Regions from separate parts of the Mus musculus genome. Here all the other regions are linked to region 3. A link is a contact called in public ChIA-PET and promoter capture Hi-C data. All regions are on one chromosome and are shown on one strand. The core of a region is the stretch at or near the end of the contact, and the rest is flanking DNA. Distances in the headings are between cores, read along the strand shown. Region 1 holds the start of Upf3b (UPF3 regulator of nonsense transcripts homolog B (yeast)). Region 2 holds the start of Nkrf (NF-kappaB repressing factor). Region 3 holds the start of Akap17b (A kinase (PRKA) anchor protein 17B). Region 4 holds the start of Sowahd (sosondowah ankyrin repeat domain family member D). Region 5 holds the start of Septin6 (septin 6).

Region 1 (3,453 bases), core at 623-3,122, 460 kb before region 3:
CCAGCCTGTTCTCCAGAGTGAGTTCCAGGACAGCCAAGGCTACACCCTGTCTCCCTATGTCAAACAAACAAACAAACAAACAAACAAACAAATGTACGTCTCTTGGGGAGGAGAAGGAGAACAATGAAATTTTAGTTTGCTGCCCAGACGAGTGAACTCAGTGATCTTGTGGTTCAGTAACTGGAAGTAGCTCCGGCTACAGAACAGGTATCTGCCACCATATTCAGCTAGCTCTGTCTACCTAACACACAAATATGCTAGTATCAGACCCCCCCCCCCCACACACACACACAATACAGGACTACAAGAAAGACCAAAGTTTCAGCATCTGGCCAACTTAGATGAAGGTCATCCTTTGTAGCAGCAAAATTTTAGTTCTCAGGTTAGTGCAGAATATAAATGAGGGAAGCTTGCTCTCCAGACCCCATTTCTTAATTGCAACACACCATGGTTATTTTTAATCATGGTGCTGAGAACCACCTGCCCAGATCAGGAACCTGCCACACTGAGGTGGGTCAGTGCCTTGTTTCTTTGGCCACCAGCAAACTGTACTGGAGACTCCCCTCCCCTTCAGACAGACACACCAGCAAAATGCTTTATTCTTCTCTTCCTTTCTTCATTTCCTCCCTCTTTCCTTCTACAGAAAACATCTTGTTGGGTATTTCATGACCCTCCTGACTCAGCTTCCCCAAAGCAGGGACTACAGAACACGCTACCACACCTGGTTAAAGAGTCCGTTTTATTGCTCAAATTTATGGCATGTACCAACTACTAAGGCATTGTACTTCATTCTGTGAATGTATCACATCTTGCTTGTCCATTCAACTGTTAATGGGTATTTGACCTTTTTCAAAGTGAAGAAAGTGAACAGAATCAAGTTGGATATTTTCCTTTCCCCATCTTGTTGGATAACAGTGTTGGGAGAGAATTCTTTAATTTGGAAAAGAAAGAAAGGTGGTGAAAACAAATGTAATACATTTTGGTTATAATTCATTGAAATTAGTATCTTGTGTGTTTCTTGAGCATGTGTAAATCCTAATGCCTCTGAAAGTATACTTCAGTTTTAAATAGCTTTTCCTTATCTGTTTATTTACCTGATGGTTGTTTGGTTGATATACGTACGGTTCCACTATCTAGCACTAATTTGCCTGAAAGTTGCTATTTAGACCACACTTTGAATTTGTCTTGATCCTTCTCTTTCAGATTCCCCAGTGCTGCAATTATAGGCTCACGTGGCATAAAACCTTGTGGGTATTTTTTATCTGAAAAAGAAAAGCACTAAACTTTTAAGATTAAGGGATCATAGCGGGGCAGTGGTGGCGCACGTCTTTAATCCCAGCACTCCGGGAGGCAGAGGCAGGTGGATTTCTGAGGTCTAGACCAGCCTAGTCTACAGAGTGGGTTCCAGGACAGCCAGGGCTACACAGAGAAACCCTGTCTCAAAAAAACAAAACAAACAAACAAAAAGATTAAGGGATCATATATACTTAAGATGTTTATGGTATTTTTATCTGAAAAAGAATCACTAAATTTTTAAGATCAAATGATCACATATACTAAAAATCTGGATGATTCCCACATTTCTAATCCTAAACGGGCAGCTGCTTTGCATGCTGGGAGTTGTAGTCCAGAAACGAGTCGTTTCTAGACAAGATGGCGGAGTTGCTAATGACGCGCTAAGGGGCGGGCCCCGAGGGAATCTGGGCCGCTAGGGGATTGGGCAGCATGGGGACTTCGGCAGGCGGGAAGTAAAGGTCAGGTATTAAAACCCTAACCCCGAGTGAAACCGAGGGCCTTAAACTCTCGCGAGATCTCCGGGAGCCCAATGGAACGCAGGGCTCTGCTTATCACTAGGGCTATTTGTTAGGGGCGGAGCTCCTGAGGTCTCTCCCGGAGAGTCGTAGGTGCCCGGCGTAACGGCTTAGCAGCTGTGCCACCGCTCTAAAGAGCGTAACCGTGGCCATGAAGGAAGAAAAAGATCATAGGCCTAAGGAGAAACGAGTGACCCTGTTTACGCCGCAGGGCGCCACAGGCGGCTGTATTGGCGCTACTGCCGAAGGCGCCAAAGGGGACGATAGGCAGGATCGCAACAGGGACAAGAAAGAAGCTTTGAGCAAGGTGCCTATCGGGTGGTGGCACAAGAGGGCGGGACATGTCCACGGACTGGGGAGCATGGCTGGGAATGGGGCTGCTCTCTTCCTCTCCCGGGTAACTCTTCTGTTTCTAACTGAATGGAAATTGCTTCGCACTGTCTCACGCACTGGTGGAAATGGGATTAGCAGGTTCTGATAAAGCCCCCGAAATGGGGGGATGGAGGGTGGGGGTGAGGGAAAAGGAGGGTTCCCAGATGAGAAAAGGTTAGTTCAGAGCTGCGACGGTGGGGTAGTTATGAGAGAGGGGAGCAGCAGGAAAGATAGGGGAACTTTAATTGGCTTGAATTGCTAAATAGACCTTGCCACACCAGGGGTTAGGGGTGGGAGTAATTGTGAAGTACGTGTTAATGCAAGCGAGTTGGGGGAGCACATTAAGAGGATTGATGACCAACCTGGAGGAGCAGACAGATGGAGGGCGATGGGTAAAGGATTTCCGTGGTACACAGAATGGGGAAGGGAGTTCATTTAGCGCATTTTAGACCGGTGAGAGAGACAATGTCGCGACACCGACAAAAGACCAGAATTCGTTCAAAATGGGTTTTAAACTCCATTTAAGAACAGAACCTGGGATTTTCCTTGCCCCAGACAGTTGTCACTTCCAGGAGTTTGTATAAACCCGCGTTATCCATACCTTTGAGTAATTCATAGCATTGGATTGCAGGAGAATATGTTCGGTGTTTTTGTAAGTGTCTGTATTTTAGAGCCGATTATCAGAAGCCATGATTCTGGTATGCCAGAAAGTTGGCTGCTATGTACTGATTTTCCTTTCCTCGTTTGTTTCCTAAGGTGGTAATTCGAAGATTACCTCCCACTTTGACCAAGGAACAGCTTCAGGAACATCTTCAACCTATGCCTGAGCACGATTATTTTGAGTTTTTTTCTAATGATACTAGGTAAAAAAAAAATTAATATTTTACCCTCCTTTTCGCTTTTTGGGCTAGTGTCTTTAATGTGTATGTGTTTGCAATTCAGTCAGACACCTGAAACCATAGTCACGTAATTGCTTTCCGTCTCTACAGCCTTTATCCTCATATGTATGCCAGAGCATATATCAACTTTAAAAACCAAGAAGACATTCTTTTATTCAGGGACCGATTTGATGGCTATGTATTCCTTGACAATAAGGGTGAGTATACGATTTAGGAGAGTTTTTCATGGTTACATTGAACAGAGTGTGTGCTGCCACTTGCGGTATGTGCCTGTAATCAGAGCAAAGGATGCAGAAGCAGGAGGGTGACTCCAAGTTTGAGGTCAGTCTGGACTACATAGAATGACCACTGAGAGAGAGAGAAGAAAAGAG
Region 2 (3,366 bases), core at 89-2,588, 260 kb before region 3:
GAAGATTTAAAAGACGCAGTGCTAACTTGTGAAAGATGTCAAGACCTAAATTAAAATGACACCATTGAGTGGAAATAGTTACATGTGTAGAAATGTGCAAAACCAGAATATAATATACGCTACAACATTAATCAGCAGTGGATATACACCTAGAAGGAAATTTGAACAGCAGTTCTCAAGAAAACATAATTAAGAATTTACAGCTTTTCGTAATAATTAGGTGTGGACCCATTCAATAATGAGTTTTGGTATTTTTAATAAAGCATAGATACTGTTATTGAGATTTAATTGTAGGGCAATTTTTCCAGTGAAGTAATTCTCTCCCTCTCATGCATCCCTTCCTGTTTTCCTAGCATCTGTCCTCCCTTACTCCCACAGACACACATAAACACAAATTAGAAGCTACATTTGTTATTCTTGTCAATCCGCAAGTTGAGCATAGATCAGAATCTGTATTCCAAGTATCCAAGAGGCCAGGCTAAGTTCGAAGCTAGCCTCCCTTTTTCGTTAAAGTTGAGGGTAATACTGCTAGTGTAAGTGTTAAATCTATGCGGGGTTCATTCTCATTACCATGGTTGCCATCTGTATAATGATTTGTCCATTATTCTGCCCAGCGGCTATTAACTAGTCTTTTGGGTCTTTAGTAAACTGAAATAAAAATACATGATGATACGCTTTGTAATCTCAACACTTGGAAGGTTCAGGCAGTAAGACAGACGTTCACGATCACTCTTAGTTGTACTGTGAGTTGGAAGGTAGCCTGGGCTGCAGTTGAAAAACAAAACCATGTGCCGTGTGTGTGTGTGTGTGTGTGTGTGTGTGTGTGTGTTTTGACTCGACAGACAATACAGAATTGTCTGTAACCATGATCAGAAAAATGTAAGAGGGTCAGCTAGAGAAGTGTTGCTGTTATTTTCTTTGCAAATGTCGCCTTTTCAACCACACTTTCACAAGCAACTCCAAAGCTGATGCTGAAAGACGCATTGTTTTTTTTTTTCAAGCTATTCTCTGAAGAGGCATCTCAGAGCTAACAGAAAAAAAACATGCCACATCCCCTTGAAACCCAAACCCCTTTCCAAGGACACAGCTAGAGCATAATGCCAGGCATCACAGCCAACTAATCACCTGAGGGCACCTTCCAGGGACTTAACGGAATCATCAAATTCTAGAACCCCACTGAAGCCCCGAGAGTCCCCTACCAGGAGTCTCCGCCCTTCTGCCAGTCAGCAGAGTGCGTCAATGAAGAGTGACGTCAGAGGAAGGGAAAAATGCCCATCGCGCGAGATTTCGCGCGGGACTTTGAAGTTGGAGACCGGTTGCGGCTCATGCGCTGTGGCCTCACAACCTCAGGGTGGCACGCGGGGAGGTAGGGTGAGAGACCCGAGCCGGGGAGCGCAGCGTGCTGGTGCTTCTCCTCCTTCTTTTCTTCTTCTTTTTATTTTTTTTTTTTATTCTTGCCGCTACTCTCTCAGTGTGTGGGTCCCAGGGTCCGCAGAGGTGCTGTGTGGCAGGGCCCAAGTCCGCTGCCTAGTGTGCCCCATATATAAGGAAGCCCTCACGTCCCCACATTAGTTGGAGCCGTGCGGCTGGCGTGGCGACAACGACCATTGACCCCCCATCCCCGTTTCTCTGTAAGCGTAGCCCCCGCCCCCCCCAGGCACATACCCCCAGCCCCCCCAGTCTCAGCCCTGAGCGTCCCTCACACACAGGTTGCCCCCCCCCAACCCCAGCCGCCTCGCTTGCCCCCGGCCAGTTGGTAGGCATCGTCCCCGGGGGCCGTCCCCACTCTGAAGCAGAGAAGATGGCTGGAGGACGTCTGTTGCTGGGGGGCGACTTCCTGTCGCCGCCGCCGCTGCCCCCCCTCCCGCCGCCGCCGCTGCCGCCCCTCCCGCCGCCCCCGCCTGAGCCAGTGCTGGAGCAGTGGCGCTATAGCCACGAAAGTGACTGGCAGTGGGCTCTGCGGCGGAGCTTCATCTGCCGGCACCTGCACAGCTATCCCGGGGCTGCCCTGGACCAGCTCCTCGCGCTCTCCGCCGCCTGGACAAACCACGTTTTCCTGGGCTGCAGGTGAGGATGGTGTTGGGAGGTTGAGTTAGGGACAGGGTGGGAGATGGGTGATGCGGGTCGGCTGAGTGATGGAGGTGAAGAACAGATGACGGATGGTGGAGTTTGGGTTATGGACAGACCAAGGCAAGGAGAGAGTCAGTAAAGGTGGTCCAGATGGGAACCGGGGCAGGATGCGGATTATGGCTTGGAGGCTTAAGATTTGAAATTTTGCTAGAGGACATGGAGACGCTTCACTAGTCGTTGCGGGGTGGGGTGGGCGATCGCGGTTGCAGGCGATGACATGACAGCCCATGAGGGCACAGAGATGCCCCTCCAGGACCAGAGATGGAGATAAAGTAGATCCTGGAAGAGGGTCATTGAGAGGTAGTCGTTGCGATTGGTGATAAAGAGCAGAACCTCAGACCCGCATAGGGGCTTCCAAGGATGCGACATCTGCAGAGGCTATTTGATGGAGCTTCCGAGGGGAAGACAAGGAACTCCGCAGTTCTAATCCTAGTCTCCAGACCACTCTCTTCTTCTACCTCCATGAAATAAAGCAACCCCCTCTCCTTGCAGCCCCCCAGCCAGGTCTTATCATCTTCTCCTGGGGAGGCGGTATGTGTCGGGTCTTTGAGCCGCAGTGTCAGACTTGCTTGTAGATTTGCGCATAATGTACTCAAACAAAGAAATGGATCTATCTGCTGGAAAGATGGATTGCCATCTTTTCACCTTAAATGGGATAGGAGGAATTAACATTTGGCCTCTGTGTGAGGTTTTAGGGCTGTATGTCTCTCTCTCTCTGTGTTTCCTCCTTTCCTAGAACCTGGTGGCTTCTGAACAGGCCTCTTGGAAAGCACTTTGCGTTCTATGGAGACTGCAGTATGGTTCCAACGCAGGTTTTTTTTTTTTTTTTTTTGAAACAGGATGTTTGGATCCGCTGTCCTTCAGAACCTCAAATTTGGCTTTATCCTAGACTAATTACTTCAGTAGACTGGAAAGATTCTTTATATTCCTGTCTAGCAGTCAGTTTGTTTTTATTAGGAAGAATGAGAAATTCTGGAAGATGATCAGATTTGGTTCAGCCAGATCAGTTCTAGGAATGACTGTAAACAATGCAGAAGAAATTGTGTACTCCTACCTTAATTGTTGAACATGGCAGCCAGTGTGAAACTTCGCTTTGCCCTATCACAGAATTTTATATTTTTCTATCTTCTCTAAGTTAACATAATTTCTACTTTTAGAGATAATGGCTATTTGCTTGGAGGAGCTGGTTGCTACTGGGAAAGTCTCAGCAATTAGTCCTCAGATAAATCTAATTTA
Region 3 (3,496 bases), core at 527-3,026:
TCTAAGAGCACTGGAGGCAAGAGGGTAGTGGGAAAACATTAGCAGCTGTGATGGGCCTTTAAGTGGGGATGCAGTATGGGGACCCTATTGTATTTTAGAACCAGAGTTGTAGCTTCCGCTGTGAAATGGACAAGGGCAACACTCAGTGTTGAGAACTTTTCCCAGCCAGAAGTCGCCCAGGGGGCTCTGTGGCAATTGTGTAAAGAGGATGAGAGTCGGATAATCAAGCAGGAGGGATGATTTATTTAGGCCAGAGTGAGCAGCAGGGGTCTTGACGGAAGTGAATGAAATTAACATTAACCTCCACACCAGGTAATCAAGCAAAACCAGCCCTGTGACAGCTGCTGCTGTGAGAACCTCCCCAGGGAAGGAGTTGACAGTAAATCTCTTAAGTGTCAACTTTGTGATTTGTCATCTGAGAAAGTGAATTCCATGTTGATGAACTCAAAGAAATGTCATCTGGGCAAGGGTTGGAAGGGACACTTAGTTCCTGGTGTCTGTTTTCAAAAGATTTAAGGCAATTGGCTTACATTCAGAGAAGACCCTCAATTTGTGTCTTTGAACATCAGAGCCTGGAACAGTGGGCCAGGAGAATGGTCTTTAAATTGTTAGAAAACCATGGAGAAGGAGAGGCAAGGCTACCTTTGCTTATCCTCAGGCTAGAAGGCCAGAGACCAAAGTGACCATCGCAGAGTCAGGGAGTCTTGGTGCCTGGTTCCTGGAAGTTTCCCAGCATACAGGGTCTAAGCTCCTGTACTGGATACTGGACAAGAAGAAAATAAACCCACAACCAGTGAGTGTTCTCCTAGGTTCTTGCTGACTTCTTGATGGGGAAGATCTGGTCAAGAGAGTGGCTAGTTCTCAGCTATGACGGTGGGTAAGTCTCTCCGTGATGTTTTTTTCTCTTGTAAAAAATGTGTATGTGTCCACAAGTGTGTGGAGGCTACAGGTCAACATCGGGTGTCTTCTTGATTGCTTTGTTCCTTATTTTGTGAGACGGGGTCTCTCACTGAACCTGAAACTCACCAATTGCCTAGCTAGCCTGGCTGACCAGCAAGGTCCAGAAAGCCACACAGTATCACCACCTCTGGCCTAATTCCCATTCCCTTTGCAATGGGAATTGCAAACTCACCCTACCACATTCCAACTTTTACACCCTTGCTACAGATCTGAGCTGGGTCCTCATGCTTGCATCCCCCTCCCCCAGTCTTGGCTCTCTTTCTTTTCTTGTGCTTGTTCTTTATCGAGACAGGGTTTCTCTGTGTAGCCCTGGTTGTCCTGGAACTCACTCTGTAGACCAGGCTGGCCTTGAACTCATAGATCCGCCTGCCTCTGTCTGTGCTGGGATTAAAGGCCTGTAGCACTGTTCTCTCTCTCTCTCTCTCTCTCTCTCTCTCTCTCTCTCTCTCTGTCTCTCTCTCTCTCTCTCTCTCTCTCTCTCTCTCTCTGTGTGTGTGTGTGTGTGTGTGTGTGTGTGTGTGTGTGTGTGTGTGTGTGTGTGTGTGTAGTGGGTGGGTGTTGGTGGTGTCTGCAGTCTCTAAATCACATAATTAGGCAGTGGGGTGGGCGGTGAGTAAACTGGACAAAACCTTGAGCTAGTTAGAACCTTGCAATGGAATTAACTTTGGCCCTTGCTTGGCTGTACAGGAGGGGCGGGGTTACTTTAATGCTTGCTCGGGAGAAGGCGATTGGCCCTGGGGAAATCCTAGGGGCGGGTCTAGTCGGTGGTTGCCATTGGTTCTGCCGGCAAGTCAAGGGATGGCAGCGAAGGGGGCGGAGCTCTCGAGGGGAGTCAATTGGTCCGCTGGAGCCCACCAAGGGATTGGAGCAGGCAGGCGTGCAAACCTGCACCCTGTAGCCCCCAGCCAGGAATCAGGAGGCAGCCACCTGGAAGCTCACGGGGCCTGCAGCGGGGCGAGGGGCGCTCGGGGCGTTGGCACGAGCGCGCGCGCCTGCGTCGCCTTCTCGGATGCGGCGAGGACGACTCTGTGTCGCGACCTGAGCCATTCAACAGCTGGCCTCGCCCGCGGCGGTGGAAGAGAGCGACCAGGAGGGTTGATCCTTGACACTGCGGCGGCTGGAGGGAGGCGGCGGCAGGAGCGGTAGCGGTTCCGCTACCCCAGCGGAGCTAAGCGTGAAGGTACAGCGGCTGCTGAGGCTCCCGATAACACCCCCCCCCCCCTTTCTGAGAATCGACCAGGCGGCTGCGTCCTTCTGCGTCCCGGTTGGCCGGCCGCCCTGGCCTACCGGAGTCTTGGGTGCCTGGGAGGCAGGGCCGCGTTGGACCCTGAGTGAGGACTTGGGAGGGGTTTTGGAGAGAACCCAGGTAGCCAGGCCTGCTCTAGGTGGAAACCAGGTTTTCTAGAGATGCCCCTAGGCTTTCCCCCTTGGATCCATTCGGCTGCTCTCTTGGGTCTTGGTGCCGCACTAGGGGGCGCTGTGGCCGCTGCTGCAGCTGAGGTCACTGGAAGCTTTTCCTTAGGGTGTACTAGATTGCTTAGGAAAGCTGAAGGATGCCCTCCTCCCTGCTGTATGCAAAAGCCAAGGGCTCTGGTTCTCAATCTGCTTCAGTGACATTCATTCCAGTTAACCACTACCCAGGGTCCGTTGCCTCTGCCCACTGATGACCACCAAGGGCCTTGTGAGGTTCCTACCGTGGATGGAATTAAACTGCTTCTAATTTGACCCAAGAAAGCAGGGTAAACCTCTAAGCCTTTGGAATGCATAGTCTTGAGCTTTGAGTAGATGGGCAGAAGTATCAGGGAAGAAAGCAAGTTGGGGAGCCTCATGTCTTGGATACTGCTGTCTCTGAGCATGTTGGTCACTGGGACTAGTACCATTTTTACATTTATCACCTGCTTATGAAACCAGTCACTACCTGAGCACTTTTGAATGTCACTAACTCTAAACATGTGTTGATTGGAACCCTGGAACTCTGAATTGCAGTATGGGGACTACCTGGGTCTTTTTATTTCCCACAGGGTTTCAAAGATGGTACCCATTTTACCTGATGTTCTTCCTGTCTCAGATCTACCTTTGAAACCTCATACTGTTGAAATACTGTAAGATTGTGAAGTATAATTGATAGGGATGCCTTTTCAATTCTGAAAATGTAGTGGGGATCTCTCAAATTCAGTTTTTTAAAAGAAAATTTTTTTTAAAGCATGTGAGATTCTGGTAGCCACACATTTCTTTCTTTTTTTTTTCTTTTTCTTTTTTTTTTTTTTCTTTTTGGTTTTTGGAGACAGGGTTTCTCTGTATAGCCCTGGCTGTCCTGGAACTCACTTTGTAGACCAGGCTGGCCTCGAACTCAGAAATCCAGCTGCCTCTGCCTTTTGAGTGCTGGGATCAAAGGCATGCCCCACCACGCCGGGCTGGTAGCCGCATATTTCTGTGTTCTATTTTTTATTCCTGTGTGGGGAGTGTATCCTCTCAAAAGGATGGAGTAACTTGAAGCATGGGGTAACTTCCATGAAAGTGTTTTTTACTTCAGTTC
Region 4 (3,844 bases), core at 500-2,999, 400 kb before region 3:
AATGGCATTCCTTTGGTGCAGGGCTTCTGACCATTTTCCCAGAGAATGAAGCCCAGAGCCCGCCACAGAGCACTAGCTTCAAGGAATTGATTGCTACCCTCTTTCCTGCAAATGGAAGTAGGTCCCCTTTACCCCATGGTTAATGAGAAAAAAAAAGACACTCAAAGACAGCTTTGTTATGTGGGGTGAAAATCCCCTTTAATGTACTTAAGAACTCATTCATGATATATTAGACTCTATGAGACTGCTCAGGCCTGGCCAGTCTCAGGAGCAGGTTGCCAGAGGCTAACTCTACCAGCACATGGGGATATTTTAGCAGCAGACCCAGGCCGGCAGGTATTAGGCATTTGCTCTGCATCAATAGTTTACAGTCTTAATTTTTTTTTAATGTTTTCAATCTACCCGGAAAAGTCCACTAGAAGCTTAATTTAGCCCTCCTTCTCTTCCAAGGAGGATCACGAGCCCCGTTCCAAATGTCCCAAGTCCCACAGTATTGGAGCTGGGTACCAGGGCCAGCCTGGTTCTTTGGTCTCTTTCTCTATTGATGTGACAGTTAGCTAGCTACAGGAGACCTGGGACAGGACTAGGGCCCCAGATGTGGTCAGTGTACCCACTGCATCAGAGGAGCATCTGCTTGGGTGGGGTCAGGAACAACCTAAGAATGAGTTCTCTAGTCCATGTCATCTTCAACGATTCTGGGTGAAGGGGAACAGATAGCGCCGAAGGCAACGGCCTTGTCCTTCCTGGGTGCTTGATGCCTTCTTCTCTTTGACGGGCTGAGACGCCTCTTTGTAGTGTACTCCCGTGGACTTGATGCACGATGCACTTGGGGTGCGTTTCAGCCACCGAGAGGTGGTGGTAGTAGTGGTGGTAGTGCGGCTGCTGTTGTTGTTAGCGTTTTCGCGCTTCCTGTCGCGTTCAATCTCCCACTCTTCTGCCCCGGACAGCTCCCGGAGGTTCAGAGATGCATCGGGCCGCAGATAGTGACAAGGTCGATTGCCACTGTGATCTCGACGCGAGGGGTCAGCACCCAGGGCTCCCACCAGCACCTTGATGACCATATCATGGCCTTGCAGAGCCGCCAGGTGGAGTGGCGTGAGGCCACCGCTGCCAGGGGCGCTCACATCAAACGGCAGTCCCCGGCGCCTGGCAAAATCGTGCAATAGAATGAGTTCCTCGTGGCGCCCGTGCTTGGCCAGCCAGTGCAGGACGCTGTAGCCTGTGATAGGGTCCTCCCGCATCAGCAAGCTGGGCTCAGCCTCCAGCATCTCCAGCAGCACTTCAAAACGGCACTCGGCAGCCGCCAGAATCCACGCGTGCTCCCGCGGCTCAAGGCACACTCGGCTGCTGCCCTGTCCGCTGGAGCGGCGGGACCCAGGCACAGCGGGCTCCAAGTGCTCCTCCGACAGCCACCCGGCGGGAGCCGCCCCCTGCAGCCCCAGCAGCTCCCGCAACTCCCCACGCCGGCGCGCCCAGCTTGCCCCGCTCACGGTCAGGGCGCTGTGGAAGATTCGCTCCTGGGACAGGTTGGCACTGTCCCTGACGGCTTGTACTTTGTACCTGCCAAGGCAATGGTTGTCCTTGATCTGCGGGTCGCTGGGCGCCTCCGACTCGGCCGGCCTGTTCGAGGCTTTGGGCAGCGGGTTCCCGTCTTCTAGGGCCTGGGCCATGATCTTCCAGGTCCCGCCTGGGTGGCTCCGGGGTCTAGCGTTCGTTGGCCTTCCAAGGGCCCCACAGGGAGAGGAACTGGAGCTGGCGGTGGGGAAGGAAGCGTCTTGAGCAACTGGACTCCGAGGGAGGGAGCGAAGAAGGGGAGGAGAAGGACCGGTGGGAGGGAACAAGCCAGGAGAGGTTGCCTTTGTGGGCGGTGGGGGGCGTGGAGGGCTGGGCCGTCCAGTTGCGTCCCCTGCACCGGCCAGGCGTCTACATTCTGGGGACCAGTTCACCAGGAGCGCGGCGACCTCAGGACGCGACCCGCTCTACTCCAAGAGGCCAGGTGAGCAGTAGCCCGGCTTCCCGCACCTGACTGGCGAACTAGGGAGAGTGTGGGGCGGGGTACGTGCTGCTCTGGTCACTCCGGTTCTCAGCATCCCTGCAGCTGCTGGGGTGAAGAGGTCCCAGGTCGCCTCTTCGTCTGTGGATTGATCTGGGCTTCCCGTGACAGTCTTCAGGAGCGCGATCTTGGAGCATCAGGGGCGATCGCTCCCCCACCCTCTCTTCTTTCACCCTTTTCGCATCAGGAATCTTTTTGCACTTTGTCCCTATGCTCCTTCTCCCTAAGGCTTCAGGGAGGCAGCCTAGCCCCTCTGACTCAGGCTCGTCTATCCTGCTCTTTCTGTAACCTTGACCTTCTGCACAGCAGCAGCAGCAGCAGCAGACGCAGGAGCGCTGTCGGGGATTCCTGCTGAGAAACTTGAAACCAGGGATATGGTCAGAGAGGTATTCCCCAGAGCACAACCGCAGATCTCTGCCTGATTCTGCCTTCTTCCTTCATTACTTCTCTGGGTGGGTTTGAAAAAGCATCTGCAGGTGAGTCGGACCCAGCGCCGCAGACACACAGCTTCATTCATCTCTGATATTTCCTTAAGAAACTTGCTGATGTTAGTAAACGCATAGCTTCTAGTTTTTAGAAAAAGGTCCATAGTTTATCTTTTTATTCCAGCATTAGACTATTCTTAGTCTTTCCGTTTATCAACGGATGATTTTACTGTTTGCTTAATTTTTGTTTATATCTTTGAGACAGGCTGGCCGGGAACTACAGGTGAATCCCCCTGCCTCCGATCCCAAGAGACAACAGTTCTTATATTTTGGAAGCGGGGTCTTATGCGGCCAAGGCTGGCCTGGAACTCAATATGTAGCCAATAATGTTGGATTTCTGATCTTTCTCTGTCTTCCTCTCATGTGTTGGGAATGCAGAGGTGCCCATCCCTTGAGACAGTCGTTCTTACCCCCTCTCCTCACAGTGTTAAGGCACTCACTCTGCCTGCAAGCTAGAGGGAGCTACACCTTTTGAACCTGGGAGGGACACAGTCATGATTCAGGATGTGTTTAGAATATGATGTTGAGAGAAGTAGAGGCGGAAGCCAGAGTATTGAAGCAGTCCAGATCAGGATGGGTGGCGACTGAGGCCAAGCCAGCCCTCTCATCTGGGACTTACTGTGGCACCAGCCATGGACTGTGTCAGACGGTGACTTTTCCTCCTTGCTGTTCAAATATTTAGGGCCAGCTCTAAATATCTTGAGTGTTCTTTTGTGACAGTATATGAATTTTAACCTAATTTAAAAATATTTACTCTGTGCTAGACATTGCCAGATGCCTGATATGTGTTACTTCTTAGTTCTTCCCCCCATGGTCTTAGGGGCGAATAATGATTTCTACTTTCAGTTTGCAGAGAACTTAGACCACTTGCCCAAGGTCACCCAGCAGGAAGTAGCAGAGTAAGTGTGTGTGACACGGTAGCCTTTGTTCTGGCACAAAGAGACTGCCATTCAAGCCAGGTTTATCTGCTGCAAAGCACTCACACAAGCACCAAATTGCAGCCAAATGGCTGAGCCAGACCTAGGTGAAGCTTGCTCTTATCTCTCACTTGTCCTTCTCTGCCTAGGCCACCCTCTTTTCTCTCTTTTAAGTTAATTAGTTGATTTTCGGTGCTTTTTATATAACCCAGCTTGGCTTTGATCTCCTGATCCTCCTGCCTCCACCTTCCAAGTGGTGGAATTACATGCCTCTGTCACCATGCCTGGCTGTGTTTTGGTTTTGAGATAGGATTGTTTCACCTAGTTCCAGCTACCCTGTAACTCACTGTATAGTGCTGACTGACAGGTCTGGCACTCCCAGCAATCCC
Region 5 (3,856 bases), core at 1,153-3,652, 340 kb before region 3:
ACTTGTAGCTGGAATAACCTTGAATATGCAGTTCTCCTGCTTTCCCCTTCTGAAGTACTGAGAGCATGAGTAAGTAGAGATACTACACCTGATTTATGTGGTGCTGGAAATCAGATCCAGGCTTTCCTGTATGCTAGGCAGGTGCTCTACCAACTCAATTAACTGCCCAGCCTCTCCCCCTAACCTCTGCTCTTGTTTTTGTGTTTAATTTCCCAAAGTTTTTTTTCCCTATCACAAAAGGAGGAGAGAAGAAACAAAACTTACCAATTGACCATTTATGATATCTCTTCTCTCTTCTCAGTCTTCCTGCCTCCCCTGTGCCTGAGAAGATAAGCCAGACTGAAAAGATTGAGAAGCACGGACTCAAACCAGTTCCAAAACTCCTGTAGAACTGAACGGTCTTTGTAATGGCAGACAGCAGGTAAGGAAGCAACAAGGGCATTGCAGGGGATTTGAATTACATACTCTATCTCAGGCTGGGAGGTCGTGCATTGTACAAAGATCTTGTTCAGGTTCTCATCCCCTCTAGGGACAGGCAGCTGAGTGTGCTACTTCCGTAGGGCACCAAGGTATCTGTGCTGAAGTGTCCCCAGTGCTCTGATGTCTTATGTGGGATGTGTATGTAGGGGCTAGAGGCAGGCATGACTCTTCACAGGGTCCCCACAACCTCCATCCAGCACAACCCTCCTTGTAGCAGCTCTTAAGTCTGTTTTCAACCAAATCCCATGCCAGTAACAGAGCTCGGCCCAGGCCCTTTGTCATCTACTATGTGCCAGCCTTTGTCAGGGGAAGACTCAAAGGCTACCTACTGGAGGCCTAGCCTGGAAGCAGCCAGCGCCTCTGCTTCCCCACCCCCATCCGGTTGAGGCCCAAACCTTAAAGCAGTTCCTCAATTTTAGTCTTGGCTTTATATGTTTGTACTACATCAGTCCAGGGCCTAGGCCTTCCCCCAAGTGGTCCTGGGGGTCTCAGAAATTACAGCTGCTTCTCTTCCTTGATACCGTCACCCACCCTGTGGCCTCTGACTGTTCCAGGCTCTTCTCTTTTAGCCCACTCTCTTGAGTATCTAGAACATTGATGAAACAGGGATCACTTAATGGGATCCTGCTTTCAGCACTGGGGACACGTTTCAGAGAGTCCTTGTGCTCAGGATGTAGAGGTTACTTGAAGAGTCCCCGAGAGAACACGAGAAGCATTCACTGCTGGGTGCAGTGCAGGACCAGGGCAGTTCTATTGTAGACACTTTGGTTCCCTGCTTCTGCTCTCCCTATACTTTCTAGGCCTGGTCTTTGTGTGAGATCCCTCTCCCTGGTTCTTTCTTGTTTTCTGCTGTCCCCTCCTCAGGAGAGAGACCTAAGATCCTATCGTTCTGAAGTGGGGGCCTCCTGGGCCTTTGAGAAACCATATCTCACCAAGTTCATCAATCATACGGAGCCAACAAAAAAGCCAATCCCAAGACAGAGAGAGAGAGAAGAGGAGAGGGGTGGACTCCAAGGCTAGGGAGGTGGGAAGCATGCCAGGAAGAGGGCCACCAATGGCAGTTGTCTGGGAGGAAAAGGAGAGCAGGCAGGCATCTTTCTAGCCTTTGGATGTTATGAGCTGTCCCAGGTCAGCCATATGGTCCTGGGATGAATAAGTATTGAGGAACGATTGGAACTGGACAGAATGATTACCCCTCCTGTATCTGCATCTGCCTCAACAGAGCTAGAGACCTTCAGTTCCCATTCTTAGACTCCCTTCTGGCTTCTAACCTAAAAGGTGGGATGTTCTGCATCCCTGTTCGCCCTGTTCATACTGAGAGGAGGGACCAGAGTGGGACCAGTGACGTCAGTTTCTATTTGGTACAGTAGTGGAGAGCTGGGCTCCTACTGCACCTCAGGACAGGAGCGATGTCCTCCACAAGTCCCAGCTCAGTTGTGGGGCTGCACTGCAGCTCCCCAGTTAATGCTCCATTTCTAAGCTGTAATGTGGTGGCGCTGCAGGTGCTGCAACCCCTGTCCTGCCACCGCCCCTCCCCAACCCAAGGAGATAACAGGATTAGTTAGGGTAGACTACGGGAAAGCACTGACACTCCAGAGACCAATGCTCCCACCCAGGCACCCAGGGTTCTCAGTTGGGAGCACAAGAGGTTATGGGGGCTGGGAAAAGAAAGCGGACTGCAGATCTCAGCCTAGGAGCAAAGAGTAGGAGGGGGAGGAGCCAGGACACCCTTCCAGCCTCAGGTCTGGGGGCTCAGGGATGTAAAGGAAAACAGGGTGTGTGTGTGTGTGTGTGTGTGTGTGTGTGTGTGTGTGTGTGTGACAATTCAGCAGAGGTCGGGACGTACCACGGAGCCCAGTAGCGGCAGGGAGGGGGGGGGGCGGAGGACGTGGTCACCGAGGGGAGCCCCCGCCCCCTTCACAGAGGCCGAGACTCGGGTTGCAGAGAGAACTGGAACTGGGCTCGCCCTAGGGGAAGGCAGCGCGGCCAATCCGTCCCCTCCCCACACCTACTCTGAGGGGGTGGGTGATAGAGGAGAGGTTGGGGTTGGAGCAGCGGTGAGGGGGCCCCTCCCTGGCACCTCCCTCCACCAGACTTGGTCGCGCCCGAAGTGTAACACTTTCTCTTTGTCGGAGGAGCTCTTCTGTTTCCTGTGCAGCAGCTCCCGTTGCGGAGGCACCCGAAGCAGCCCTGGCGGACCAAGGAGCGATGGCAGCGGCCGATATAGCTCGCCAGGTGGTGAGTGTAGGGCTTGGATACCAGTCCCCGGGCTAGGGGTTGAGGGTGTGGGGCTGGGGACGGCCGAGCAGACTTGGTTGCGGCTCGACTACCACCACTACCACGAGGAGGGCAATGGGGTAGCATCCAGGAGCAAAGAGGCAAGGCGGGACTTTTTGCTCCTGGGGTCAGCGGCTCAGTCTACTCTCCCCGCAGCATGTCCTGGAGACCTGTGTTGGCGGGAGGGTGGGGGGGCGGGAGGGTTGGAGAAGCATACTGGCGGGCAGCTGAACTTGCATCGCCGGAGAGAGCTGCAGTGAGCGCCTCCGCCTCCCTTGCTGCAGCTGCGGCCCCGCCGCTGGGGCGTTGCCGAATGAATGGCAGCATGGGTCTGGAGCCCTCCGGGGCCCCTGTCCTCTTAGCTTGGGAGCGCCCCTGCCACAGCTGCCTGCTGGGACTCCAGCTTGCTCAGATAGAGGGGCGCGGAGCTGGGGGGTAGCCCGGGACCTAAGGCAGAGTGTGGTGAGGGGGGCGGGGAGGTGACTAGCTGGAGTAGGGTTTCTCCATATGCATTATATACGTGACTGCGTCTGTATGGGTATCAGCGTGTGCGCATATATGTGCATGCGCGCCCTCCTGCCTTCCCCGTGGCAGGGTTATGTGACCCTAAATGAGTTGGCCTGTTTCTGTGTGCTCACCTCTACGGTGTGTGTCCCTGTGTTCCAATGCTGTGTCCACTTGTGCTGTGTCCCACGGGGTCCCATTTGTGTATCTGTGGAAGGGAGGGAGGGATGCAGTTTATCCCAGCCTGTAGGTGGCTGGTTGGGTATTTTGGCACGTTCCTGGACGGTTCCCTGAGCGTCGGTCTTGGGTTCAGTGTACATGGGTTTATATGCTAAAACCTGTGGCGCTAACATCTTTCTGTAGAGACCAACGAGAACAGTGTGAGACTTGCAGAAGCAGTGTTCTCTCTTTCGGTAGCGATCAACTCTGGAGGAAAAAAAAAATCATCTTAAAAAACTAAAGTTTTCCAGCCTGGGATGTGCAGAGAAATCATACCCAGGAACCCGAGGTTCCATGTTTGTTTGTTTTAGGTCTGAAGTTTGCTTACAAAGATGAAAAGTGGTGACAATTCCACCAGCGCATCAGCACAATAAGC

What was found. Promoter capture Hi-C pulls out the DNA fragments that hold promoters and counts their contacts. ChIA-PET counts read pairs in DNA pulled down with a chosen protein or histone mark. Capture Hi-C pulls out chosen DNA fragments and counts their contacts.
Region 1: a promoter capture Hi-C map of erythroid cells shows a contact between it and region 3, with 12 times the contacts expected there. The contact joins the promoter of Upf3b here to the promoter of Akap17b in region 3. A contact is called at or near these places in 7 of 39 promoter capture datasets (the C10 cell line, cranial neural crest, erythroid cells and 4 more), 1 of 484 Hi-C or Micro-C datasets (B cells) and 1 of 9 other capture datasets (liver).
Region 2: a promoter capture Hi-C map of erythroid cells shows a contact between it and region 3, with 19 times the contacts expected there. The contact joins the promoter of Nkrf here to the promoter of Akap17b in region 3. A contact is called at or near these places in 15 of 39 promoter capture datasets (the 3T3-L1 cell line, the C10 cell line, HPC-7-derived erythroid cells and 8 more), 5 of 484 Hi-C or Micro-C datasets (the Ba/F3 cell line, Th1 cells, embryonic stem cells and 2 more), 9 of 115 datasets of contacts at active chromatin or transcription factors (the NIH/3T3 cell line, astrocytes, embryonic forebrain and 4 more) and 1 of 9 other capture datasets (pancreatic islet).
Region 4: a contact with region 3 is called in a promoter capture Hi-C map of adipose tissue. The contact joins the promoter of Sowahd here to the promoter of Akap17b in region 3. A contact is called at or near these places in 3 of 39 promoter capture datasets (the 3T3-L1 cell line, embryonic stem cells and hematopoietic stem and progenitor cells), 1 of 15 datasets of contacts at CTCF or cohesin (embryonic stem cells), 4 of 115 datasets of contacts at active chromatin or transcription factors (embryonic stem cells, large pre-B cells and stem cell-derived neural progenitor cells) and 2 of 9 other capture datasets (adipose tissue and embryonic stem cells).
Region 5: an RNA polymerase II ChIA-PET map of memory CD8 T cells shows a contact between it and region 3, with 7 read pairs. The contact joins the promoter of Septin6 here to the promoter of Akap17b in region 3. A contact is called at or near these places in 5 of 39 promoter capture datasets (the C10 cell line, hippocampal neurons, liver and 2 more), 1 of 484 Hi-C or Micro-C datasets (embryonic stem cells) and 1 of 115 datasets of contacts at active chromatin or transcription factors (memory CD8 T cells).

Annotation. Positions count from the first base shown.
Region 1 is chrX:37,108,741-37,112,193 of GRCm38.p6, reverse strand. Upf3b (UPF3 regulator of nonsense transcripts homolog B (yeast)) reads left to right here and starts at 1,872. Exons shown (of 10, transcript NM_026573.3): 1 at 1,872-2,118; 2 at 2,940-3,046; 3 at 3,173-3,279. The coding sequence starts at 1,963.
Region 2 is chrX:36,901,437-36,904,802 of GRCm38.p6, reverse strand. It overlaps Nkrf (NF-kappaB repressing factor), which reads left to right and starts at 1,338. Exons shown (of 3, transcript NM_029891.3): 1 at 1,338-2,067. The coding sequence starts at 1,802.
Region 3 is chrX:36,643,694-36,647,189 of GRCm38.p6, reverse strand. Akap17b (A kinase (PRKA) anchor protein 17B) reads left to right here and starts at 1,776. Exons shown (of 7, transcript NM_001081956.1): 1 at 1,776-2,140.
Region 4 is chrX:37,046,750-37,050,593 of GRCm38.p6, reverse strand. It overlaps Sowahd (sosondowah ankyrin repeat domain family member D), which reads right to left and starts at 1,749. Exons shown (of 1, transcript NM_173779.4): 1 at 176-1,749. The coding sequence starts at 1,670. The coding sequence ends at 687.
Region 5 is chrX:36,988,241-36,992,096 of GRCm38.p6, reverse strand. Septin6 (septin 6) reads left to right here and starts at 2,402. Exons shown (of 10, transcript NM_019942.5): 1 at 2,402-2,718. The coding sequence starts at 2,689.